Linked DNA regions of Hordeum vulgare: region 2 is linked to region 1. Evidence: chromatin contacts called from public Hi-C data. All regions are on one chromosome and are shown on one strand. The core of a region is the stretch at or near the end of the contact, and the rest is flanking DNA. Distances in the headings are between cores, read along the strand shown.

Region 1 (4,946 bases), core at 1,727-4,226:
AATAATAATTCCCACATCATTAAATTTATTTGTGTCAAGAATTCCTCATAGTTTCGGTTCCTTTGGCTCAAGTTGTCCGTAATCGTGGACATGACTAATCGATTAGGTTTGGTACTCTACAGAGTTTTGCACACGTTTCCCACAAGATTTGATCGCCTCCATTGAAGTCCTCGCACAGCAAGGTGTTTGAGAACCGGATGATCAAAACATGGTCTTCCAACGGGTTCCTCTGAGCGATTGTCGGTGCCCATCCATTCCTACCGTTCTTCTACATCTCGTAGCACAACCCATCCAGAGTCGCCACGATGTCCAACCAAGCCAGAGCCCATAATGGCTTGTGGCTATGCAGGTAAGCCTCGGGTCTTGAAGTATCCATCCATCTCTTCGTACCTGGGTGGAACTTTCCGCGTGAACACTCGCACTTCTTCAGCAACACCTAGGCTATCACTGGGTACTCCAGGGTGTCGTTCAACCAATTTCCACCCAGAGGTATATTGCAATCATGAGGTCTTGAAAATCTTGAAGTGTTGAGGTCTTGGTCATTCATTAAGTCTCACAACTCTCATGATAAACACTCAACCTACCCCGTCTACTAAAGCATAGCAAAGAAAACATCGTCTCCCGGACCAAAGTGACAAGGGTTTATGGGGTGCCTACCACATGATACTACTCAAGAACCAAGTTTCCAATTTACCTACTTTACATGCAATGGTGGAAAAAGTTGAACTAATGCAATAAAATCATAGCTAATACATGATCAATGTGAACTTGCCTTGCTGACGGTCTTCAAACTCGAGTGACTCTATATAGCAAGCCTCGCACTCCGGATGATCTAAGAGACAAACAGTTCACGCAATAAGCACAACATAAACATAACAACAAGTAAAAACTAATAATATTAAAACAACCAATAACACTAACGTAGACAAGAGAGAAAAACCAAATAAAGAATTCATCCAAAAGTCCATGGCAAAGCTTTTAGTAAAAACAAAGCAAACTATAAATAGTTTTCTGTAGCTAATAACATCTTAACAGAAAAAAATAAGACTAATGAAATTAACAGAAAGTATTTCACCTAAACTTTTCTACACAAAAAGAATCAAATAAAAAGGTTCTATAAAACAAAAGTTATGACCTATTTAAAATAAATCTTGAATCTGTCCAGATCGAAAATTTATAAATACAAAATATATTTTCATTAGACCTCTCGATAAACATAACATGTCGAAATCATTAGCAAAAAGAAACAATCAAAAACAAAATTCTAAATAAAAGTTATACCTAAATTAGTGTTTACTACAAATCTGTTTGAACTCGAAAATTAAAAGTTCAAAAATATATTTTTTTTGATGGTTCCACGTGATAGAGGGGATTTTTTTGAATCTGTAGCAACAAGAAAACGGAGTTATAAAACTAAAGATACAAAACAAAACTGAGATCTAATTTAAAAACGAGATTTTTCTGAAAACATTAAATTGCGGATATGCGACACGTGGCTATCATTGGTTTGCTGCAAGTGTTCGCTACAAGGCTAAAAGGTAAACAATCTCTACTTAACTAATATGAAAATAACTTACACACAACAAATATGAGGAGGCACAGAAGAAGATGACGATGGTGAGGCGGCTCCCGCAATCAACAGCGTCGGGGAAGTTGTCCAACACATGTGGAACATCGAGGGCGACCGATTTTTTGCTGAAGGTGAAGGTTGATGGTGAACGAAGCGAGCGGGGCGTCGAGGTGAACTCCGTGAACTAAGACGTCGTTACGAGCTCGAGGTGGTCGCTATAGACGAAGAGATGAGATTAAACCTTGTCAAAAAGAAGCTAGGGATTGAAAAAAGTCTAACTACACAAGATGGAGGCTCGAGATGGCTCACGGGCGTCGGAATATGGCGATGAACCGCAGCTTCTGCGGTGAGATCCAAATGACGAAAGCTTCGCGTACAAGGGTTTTTATAGGACATGATGCTTGGAGCAGGGGTTGACTTGAGATAGGATTTTCACAAAGTTTAAACCGAAGTCGGCGTCTTTACGCGTACGTGCGTGCAGTTGGACTCTGTTTTGTTTTCGTGGACAGGAAGAAGACCGAGCGGGTCCCACGCGCCAGGGAGAGAGAGTACGAGAAAGAGAGGAAATTGGGAGGAGAGAAACATAACGTGGGGTTCGTTGCCCTTTGTTTGAAAAACAAACAGCCGGCAGCGGCTGGGAGGAGCACTCGTGGCTCGCCTCGCTCATTGCCTCGCTAGGGCAACTCCCACCATGCGTGTGGGGTGGGCTGGGGCGCTGGCCCATGGTTAGCTTGGCCGTCCGGTGCGCTCGCCTGGCCAGCAGTTTTTTTAGGAATAAAACGGAAAAAAAAAACATACTCCGTGATCCGTGATCAACGGCGTCGGGGAAGTTGTCCAACAGATGCGGAACGTCGAGGGCAAACGATTTTTGCTGAATGTGAAGGTTGGTGGTGACCGAAGCGAACGGGGTATCGAGGTGAACTCCGTGAACTACGGCGACGTTACGAGCTCGAGGCGGTCGTTGTAGATGGAGATACGAGATTAGACCATGTCAAAAAGAAGCTAAGGATCGCAATAAGTCTAACTGCAAAGGATGGAGGCTCGGAATGGCTCACGGGCGTTGGAATCCGACGATGAACCGCAGCTTCTGTGGCAAGATCCAAACGCCGAAAGCTTCGTGTATATGGGGTTTTGGCGTGGGGGTTTTACGAGAATTAGTCGAGGAGAGTCACGGGTATTTATAGGACATGATGCTTGAGCAGGGGTTGACTAGAGATAGGATTTTCATGAAGTTTAAACCAAAGTCGGCGTCTGTACACGTACGTGCGTGGAGTTGGACTTTGTTTTGTTTTCGTGGACAGGAAGAAGACTAGGCGGGTCCCACGCAGAGAGAGAGAGTACGAGAGGGAGAGGAAATCGGGAGGAGAGACACATGACATGGGGTTCGTTGCCCTTTTTTTTGGAAAACAAACAGCCAACGGCGGCTGGGAGGAGCGCTCGTGGCTCACCTTGCTCCTTGCCTTGCTAGGGCAACTCACACCGTGCGTGTGGGGTCGGCTGGGGCACTGGCCCATGGCTGGCTGGGTCAGCCCAGTTTTTTTTTGAGAAATAAAACGAAAATAACATACTATACACAAAATAATATTTAGGGTATTGTATATCAAAACGATCGGAAAAATAAATCCTATAGCATGGACATTTATTAAACACAAAATAAAAACTTTATAAAACTTTTTCTTTAAAATTCCAAATAAAATCAAATTTGACTTTCAAATAAATTGGCACTATTTTTCTTCTCACTTTTGGGGTGTCATGTTACCTCCTCTCATACTTGTTGTACAAGGTATTTTGTGAGGGATTTGTGAATGAAATTCACGTGCCAAAAGAAATGAAATCAAATACCAGATGAAAATTCAGTTGCCACATTCATTTCAATCAAAATGCATAGATGCTTAGCTATAATTGTAAAATATTCCAAATTGAAATTTGGGATGTTATAGTTATAGAATCTATACTTCAACCAGAGAATGACGCAACGCAAAAAGATGTTTCTATGGAGCCTACATCTGTTGAAGAGGAGGCTGATGATTATGATCATGTAGCTTCAGATCAAGTTGTTATCGAACCTCGTAGGTCGACAAGGGCACGTAATACTCCTGAGTGGTACGGAAACCCTGTCTTGTCAGTCATGTTGTTAGAAACAATGAACCTACGAGCTATGGAGACGTGATGGTGGGCCCCGATTCCAACAAATGTTTAGATCCATGAAATCTGACATAGGATCCATGTATGAAAACAAAGTGTGGACTTTGGAAGTATTACCTGAAGGGCGAAAGGCCATTCAGAATAAATGAATCTTTAAGAAGAAGACACACGCAGACGATAATATCACCGTCTATAAAACTCGACTTGTGGCAAGGGGTTTTTCACAAGTTCAAGTAGTTGACTACGATGAGACTTTCTCACCCGTAGCGATGCTTAAATCCATCAGAATCATGTTAGCAATAGCTGCATTTTTTGATTATGAAATTTGGAAAATTGATGTCAAAGCAGCGCTCCTTAGAAGGTTTTGTCGATCCAGAGAATGCTAAGAAAGTATGCAAACTCCAGCGATCCATTTATGGACTCGTGCAAGCATCTCGAAGTTGTAATCAACGCTTAGATGAGGTGATCATGGCGTTTGGGTTTATATAAGTTTGTGGAGAAGCTTGTATTTACAAGAAAGTGAGTGGGGGCTCTATAGCATTTCTAATATTATATTTGGATGACATATTGCTGATTGGAAATCATATAGCCATTTTGGGAAGCGTAAAGGATTATTTGAATAAGAGTTTTTCTATGAAGGACCTAGGAGAAGGTGCTTACATATTAGGCATCAAGATCTATGGAGATAGATCAAGACGCTTAATAGGACTTTCACAGAGCTCATACCTTGACAAAGTTTTGTAGTAGTTCATAATGGAGCAGTCCAAGAAGGAGTTCTTGCTTGTGCTACAAGGTGTGAAGTTGAGTAAGAGTCAATGCCCAGTAACTGCAGAAGATAGAGAAAAGCTGAGTGTCGCCCCTATGCTTCAGCCATAGGCTCTATCATGTATGCAATGTTGTGCACAAGACCTGATGTCAGCCTTGCCATAAGTATGGCGAGAAGGTTTCAGAGTGATCCAGGAATAGAACACTGGACAACGGTCAAGAATATTCTGAAGTACCTGAAAAGGACTAAGGAAATGTTTCTCGTTTATGGAGGTGATGAAGAGCTTGTCGTAAAGGGTTACGTCGATGCAATCTTTGACACTGACCTGGATGACTCTAAGTCTCAAACCGGATACGTATTTATTCTCAATGGGGGTGCGGTAAGCTGGTGCAGTTCCAAGCAAAGCGTGGTAGCTGATTCTACATGTGAAGCGGAGTACATAGCTGCCTCAGAGGCGGCCAAAGA
Region 2 (4,946 bases), core at 675-3,174, 270 kb after region 1:
ATAGTATGGTGTTCCTATGACTCAAAAGAAAGAAATGAAACTATAAAAAGAAAAGTCTTCACACTTCATAGTCCTCGCATCAATATCTTCAAGAACACACCAATTTCCTCACTTCTAAAGTTTTCAGGAAAATATCAAATTTTTCAGTTGAAGACATTCATTTTTAGGGGTCGACATTCTTCGAATATATCAAACTCCGCAACGGCTTATAGAGCATGTGTACACTCACAAACACATTAGTCCCTTAACCTATAAGTCTTCAGTACACCAAAACCACTAAGGGGTACTAGATGTGCTTACATGTTGATTGCATAATCAATTGCACATGAAACTACTAGCACTCTACTAGGCAGGCTTAGCCCAATGCACTCGACAGTGGGCACCTCAATTAATCGACTATGCTTGCCACATCTTTTTTCAGCAGTTATCTAAATTCAGTTAAGAGTATACTCCTCGGCAAAATTCAGTTAAGAGTATAAATTCAGAAGCAATTGTCTGAACATAGACTACTGAATTTGCCTAAAAGAATTGATGATTTAAAAGCACCGCTCTATCCGGTTCTGATTCTGAAAGTTCCATTTTTCATGCACAATCTCTTGGTTTCTACAAACCACGCACACACATCTAATTGTCAAAAGACTGTCTCATGCTACTGACTGACTGTTGAGCTCATGGAGTAAGAAGAAAGAAATGACGATATCTACCTCCCCAGCTCTCCATGAGGACCTTGCTCTCCTAAACCATGTCCACCGCTTAAGGTGATCAACCTGCATTACAAGACAATGGAATTCTGCAAATTCAGGGATAGAATTTGGATTATGTTGTTTACAAATTAGCAGTCACTTACTGTACTAAATGCTTTTTTAGTAGTTTGAATCATTCTTGTGCTAAACTAGTAAGCTCTGAAGTCTGTTTTTTAGAGAACCATGTTGTCTTGTAGTCAGAAGTTCAGAGAAGAAATGACAACTTGTAGGTCCCAAGAGAAGTTCTTTTCTTAATAAGAGTGGGTGATACTCCTGTTAGAAACCAGAGTGCAAACTAGGCATTCTACAAAGTTAACCACCAACATCATTTGCTTTGCTTAATCTTTATCACCTTAGTTGTAAGCACTACAACTTCTTGTGTGATGACACAACTAAGATACTCCTACATTACTGTAAGCACCTGTTTCTTAATTCATTGAAAGGCAAATTGTATTTGCATGATATTTAGAGGTATTTGCATAAGTGAAAGTCAAATCAATCCAGGTATTGCATCAACACAGAAGCATCTACTCACTCTAATCACAGGGGAAAAATCAAGAATTCTGAACAGAGTTGCGACAGCTATGGGATCCTCACGCGCTCATCCTCCAGGGATTTTGTCGAGGTGCGGCAACTGTGGGATCGGAGCTCCATGGCGACTGATGATTCTGCAAAGATGTAGTCCAAGATGTTCAGTACACAAAATTTTCTGAACCTAAATCAAGCAGGGGAACCTTGACGAGCAGGGAAAACTTGAATCAAACAGGGAAAACTTGAATCCTGCGGCGCTAGCGCGGGGCCGGCACTCACCACGGTCGAACCTTGACAAGCAAGCGCGGATCTGGCCGCCATCATGGCCTGCTCTATGGTATGCAAGTATGGGGACAATAGGGAGGAGCACGCCATGGAGAAGGAAGGAGGATTGTCCGCAAGCCGAGGCGGCATGGACGAGCTCGCCATGGCAACGACGGGGGACACAAGGAAAGCGACGGCGAGCGACTCGTCATGGAGTAGAAAAGCTGATCCTTGAGCTTTGCGTGAGAGCTACAGCAAGGCAGAAGACGGATTCCTTGACCTTCATGAGGGAATAAAAGAGGGACTGTGCGGGACACCTGCAACGCAACAGAAGGGAAGAGGGACTGCAGGAGAGCTGTGGCACCAACGAGTGTGGTCAAGGAAGGGACGGGGACTACCGGTTGTGTTGGGATAAGAGAAAGGTTTTTTTTTCTTCTTCTTTTTTACAAAATGTTCGAACGGAGGGAGTACTTATTTGTCTCGTCCTTGTTTAGCGAGAGAGAGGGGGGGATTGGTTTCAACGCACTTTGATTAAGCTCTGGGCTGGGTGTTATATACAGCGCCACTACTACCTCCACTAACCCACGATCACCACCACTCGAATAGCCACTACTCGAACAGCCTAAGCCACGATCGGCTCATACCGCATGCTAGCTACACAGATGCATGCGATATAGACGGTGTAGCTTACCACAACCCCCTGCAGTCGTGACGTCGGCGGAAGCAACGCAGAGACTGTAACGGAAGTTAGAGAACACCCCGAGGGGAGCCCTTTCGTCAATGATGTCGGCGAGCTGCTGACGAGTGGGGATGTGAAGAACGCGGAACTCGCCGAGAGCAACCCGTTCACGCACGAAGAGAATGTCCAGCTCGACGTGCTTGGTGCGGCGGTAGTGAACCGGGTTGGCCGACAAGTAGGCTGCGGAGACGTTATTGCAGTAAACCAGCGTAGCCTTGGCGACGGGGGAGATCAGCTCGCCGAGGAGCTGTCGGAGCCAGACGCACTCAGCAACGGCATTGACGACGTCGCAGTACTCGGCCTCAGCGCTGGAGCGGGAGACGACGGCTTGGCGCTTGGACGACCAGGAGATGAGCGCGTCACCGAGGTAGACGCAGAAACCGGAGGTAGATCGGCGAGTGTCGGGGCAGCCCGCCCAGTCGGCATCAGTGAACGCCCGCAGGTCAAGGGTGTGCGAGGCGCGAAGGTGAAGACCGAGAGCAGGCGTGCCACGCACGTACCGGAGCACACGCTTGATCAACCCGGGGTGACACTCACGGGGATCGTGCATGTGGAGGCAGATTTGCTGGACAACGTAGGCAATCTCCGGCCGCGCGATCATCAGGTACTGAAGCGCACCGGCAATGCTGCGGTAGGCAAAGGGATCGTCGACGTGCGACCCATCGGCGATCGGCAGTTTGCCCTTGGTGTCGATCGGCGTGGGAGACGAGCGGCAGGTGTCCATGCTGGCGCAATCCAGGATGTCGGCGGCATACTGTTGCTGGCAGAGAAAGAAGCCAGCCAGTGTGCGCGTGACGCGGATGCCAAGGAAGAAGTGCAAGGGGCCGAGGTCCTTCATGGCGAACTCCGCAGTGAGCTGAGTGACGACGTGGCGGAGGGCGGCAGGCGAGGACGCAATGAGCACGATATCGTCGACGTAGAGAAGCAGGAAGGCGATGTCGTGGTCGTGGCGTCGCGTGAACAGCGACGAGTCGGAGCGTGTCACGGTGAAGCCGATGGACTGGAGGAAGCCGGTGAAGCGCAGGAATCATGCACACAGAGCCTGCTTCAAACCGTAGAGGGACTTGAAGAGGCGGCAGACGTGATGAGGTTTGGCGGCGGCGACGAAGCTGGCGGGCTGAAGGCAGTATACCTCTTCGTCTAACGTGTCGTGCAGGAACGCGTTCGACACGTCCAGTTGGTGAACGGGCAGTTGCGCGATGCGGTCAGAGTCAGCACGACGCGGACAGTGGTGGCTTGACAACAGGCGAGAAGGTCTCGCCGTAGTTGACGCCGGCGCGCTGTCGGAAACCGCGCACGACCCATCGCGCCTTGTGACGCTCGAGGGAGCCGTCGGCCTTGTACTTGTGTTTGAACACCCATTTGCCGGTGATGAGGTTGGCGCCGGGGGGTCGAGGCACCAGCTCCCAGGTACGGTTGCGGACGAGGGCGTCGAACTCGTCGCGCATCACGGCGAGAGGGTCGCGAAGGGCGACACGCACCGAGGAGGTTACTGGCGAGACCTCCGCAGTGCCGGTGGTGGCGACGAGGCTGCCGTGGTAACGCCGATTCGAGCGGAAGATGCCCGTTTGCGAGTGTGTGACCATGAGCCGCTGGAGACGGTGGCGCGAACGCCCCCGCGGAGCTGCTGGAACTCGCGACAGAGGAGCTCGCAGCCTCGTCAGCCGTGCTTGGGGGTGTGCCCGACGTGCTCGAGGAGGATGAACGCGCAGCCCGCGCGCGCCGGAGGTTATCAGCTGAGGGCGAGGTAGTGGTGGACGCGGAGGGACTCGACGCGATCACGGGTACCTGCAAAATGGGTGGCGCGAAGGGAGGTGATGGTGGTGTGGTGGGGCGAGGTGCAGGGAGTGTGGCGAAGGGAAAAAACGCGTCGTGTGGTGGGATCAAAGCAACGGTACCCGCGGTGATCGGAGGGATAGCCAAGGAAAACGCAGGCGAGAGACCGTGGCTCGAGCTTGTGTTTGGCCGTGGAGGAGATGTTGGGGTAGCACAAGCACCCAAAGACGCGGAGAAGCGAGCAATCTGGAGCGACGTCAAGCAGGAGTTCGTGGGGGTGTGCGAGAGAGAGGATTGGTTTCAACGCACTTTGATTAAGCTCTGGGCTGGGTGTTATATACAGTTGACAGACCAGGAGCTGATTAAGCTCTGGGCTGGGTGTTATATACAGTTGACAGACCAGGAGCTGATCATGCATGCACCACTACTACCTCCACTAACCCACGATCAGCCACCACTCGAACAGCCACTACTCGAACAGCCTAAGCCACGATCGGCTCATACCGCATGCTAGCTATGCACTCTCATACCGCATTCTAGCTATACAGAGTGCATGCGGTAAAGACGGTGTAGCCTAACAGTCCTGATGTAGAAACTCAGCCTTATCAGTATACGTAGTACCAAGGAGGCCTTACCAACGAATCGCAGTGCTCCAGTTTATTCGATACTAGTGAACAACCCTCAGCCGAATAAAAAGGCCATGCTAAATGAAGCTCGTTGGTTAGCCTTACAAAAATAAATATAAATACCCTTCTAAAATCTAAACTAAGGAGATGAAATGTATATGGACGCCGCCCAACATGTCCTGCTGTTTCGAGGAGCTGACGATGAACATAATACGAAGGAGGAACACGCCAGCTCTATGGTAACAGGATCGCTGCTGCAATTTGCCG

The links. A called contact is a pair of places that touch in the nucleus more often than the background predicts.
Region 2: a Hi-C map of seedling shows a contact between it and region 1, with 1.8 times the contacts expected there. The contact joins the promoter of LOC123412983 here to the enhancer-like site in region 1. A contact is called at or near these places in 2 of 6 Hi-C or Micro-C datasets (leaf and seedling).

What each region holds. Positions count from the first base shown.
Region 1 is chr7H:194,877,360-194,882,305 of MorexV3_pseudomolecules_assembly, forward strand. No RefSeq gene overlaps it. Among protein-coding and RNA genes, the nearest start is that of LOC123406999, 250 kb to the left of the region's middle. Within about 2 kb of position 2,977, at least 3 of the 3 cell types and tissues checked have open chromatin away from gene starts, as enhancers often do. A contact at or near this core is called in leaf and seedling, where this site is marked.
Region 2 is chr7H:195,151,828-195,156,773 of MorexV3_pseudomolecules_assembly, forward strand. LOC123412983 reads right to left here and starts at 1,925. Exons shown (of 4, transcript XM_045105931.1): 1 at 1,554-1,925; 2 at 1,341-1,411; 3 at 705-767. The coding sequence starts at 1,703. LOC123409964 reads right to left here. Exons shown (of 3, transcript XM_045102834.1): 3 at 4,643-4,946.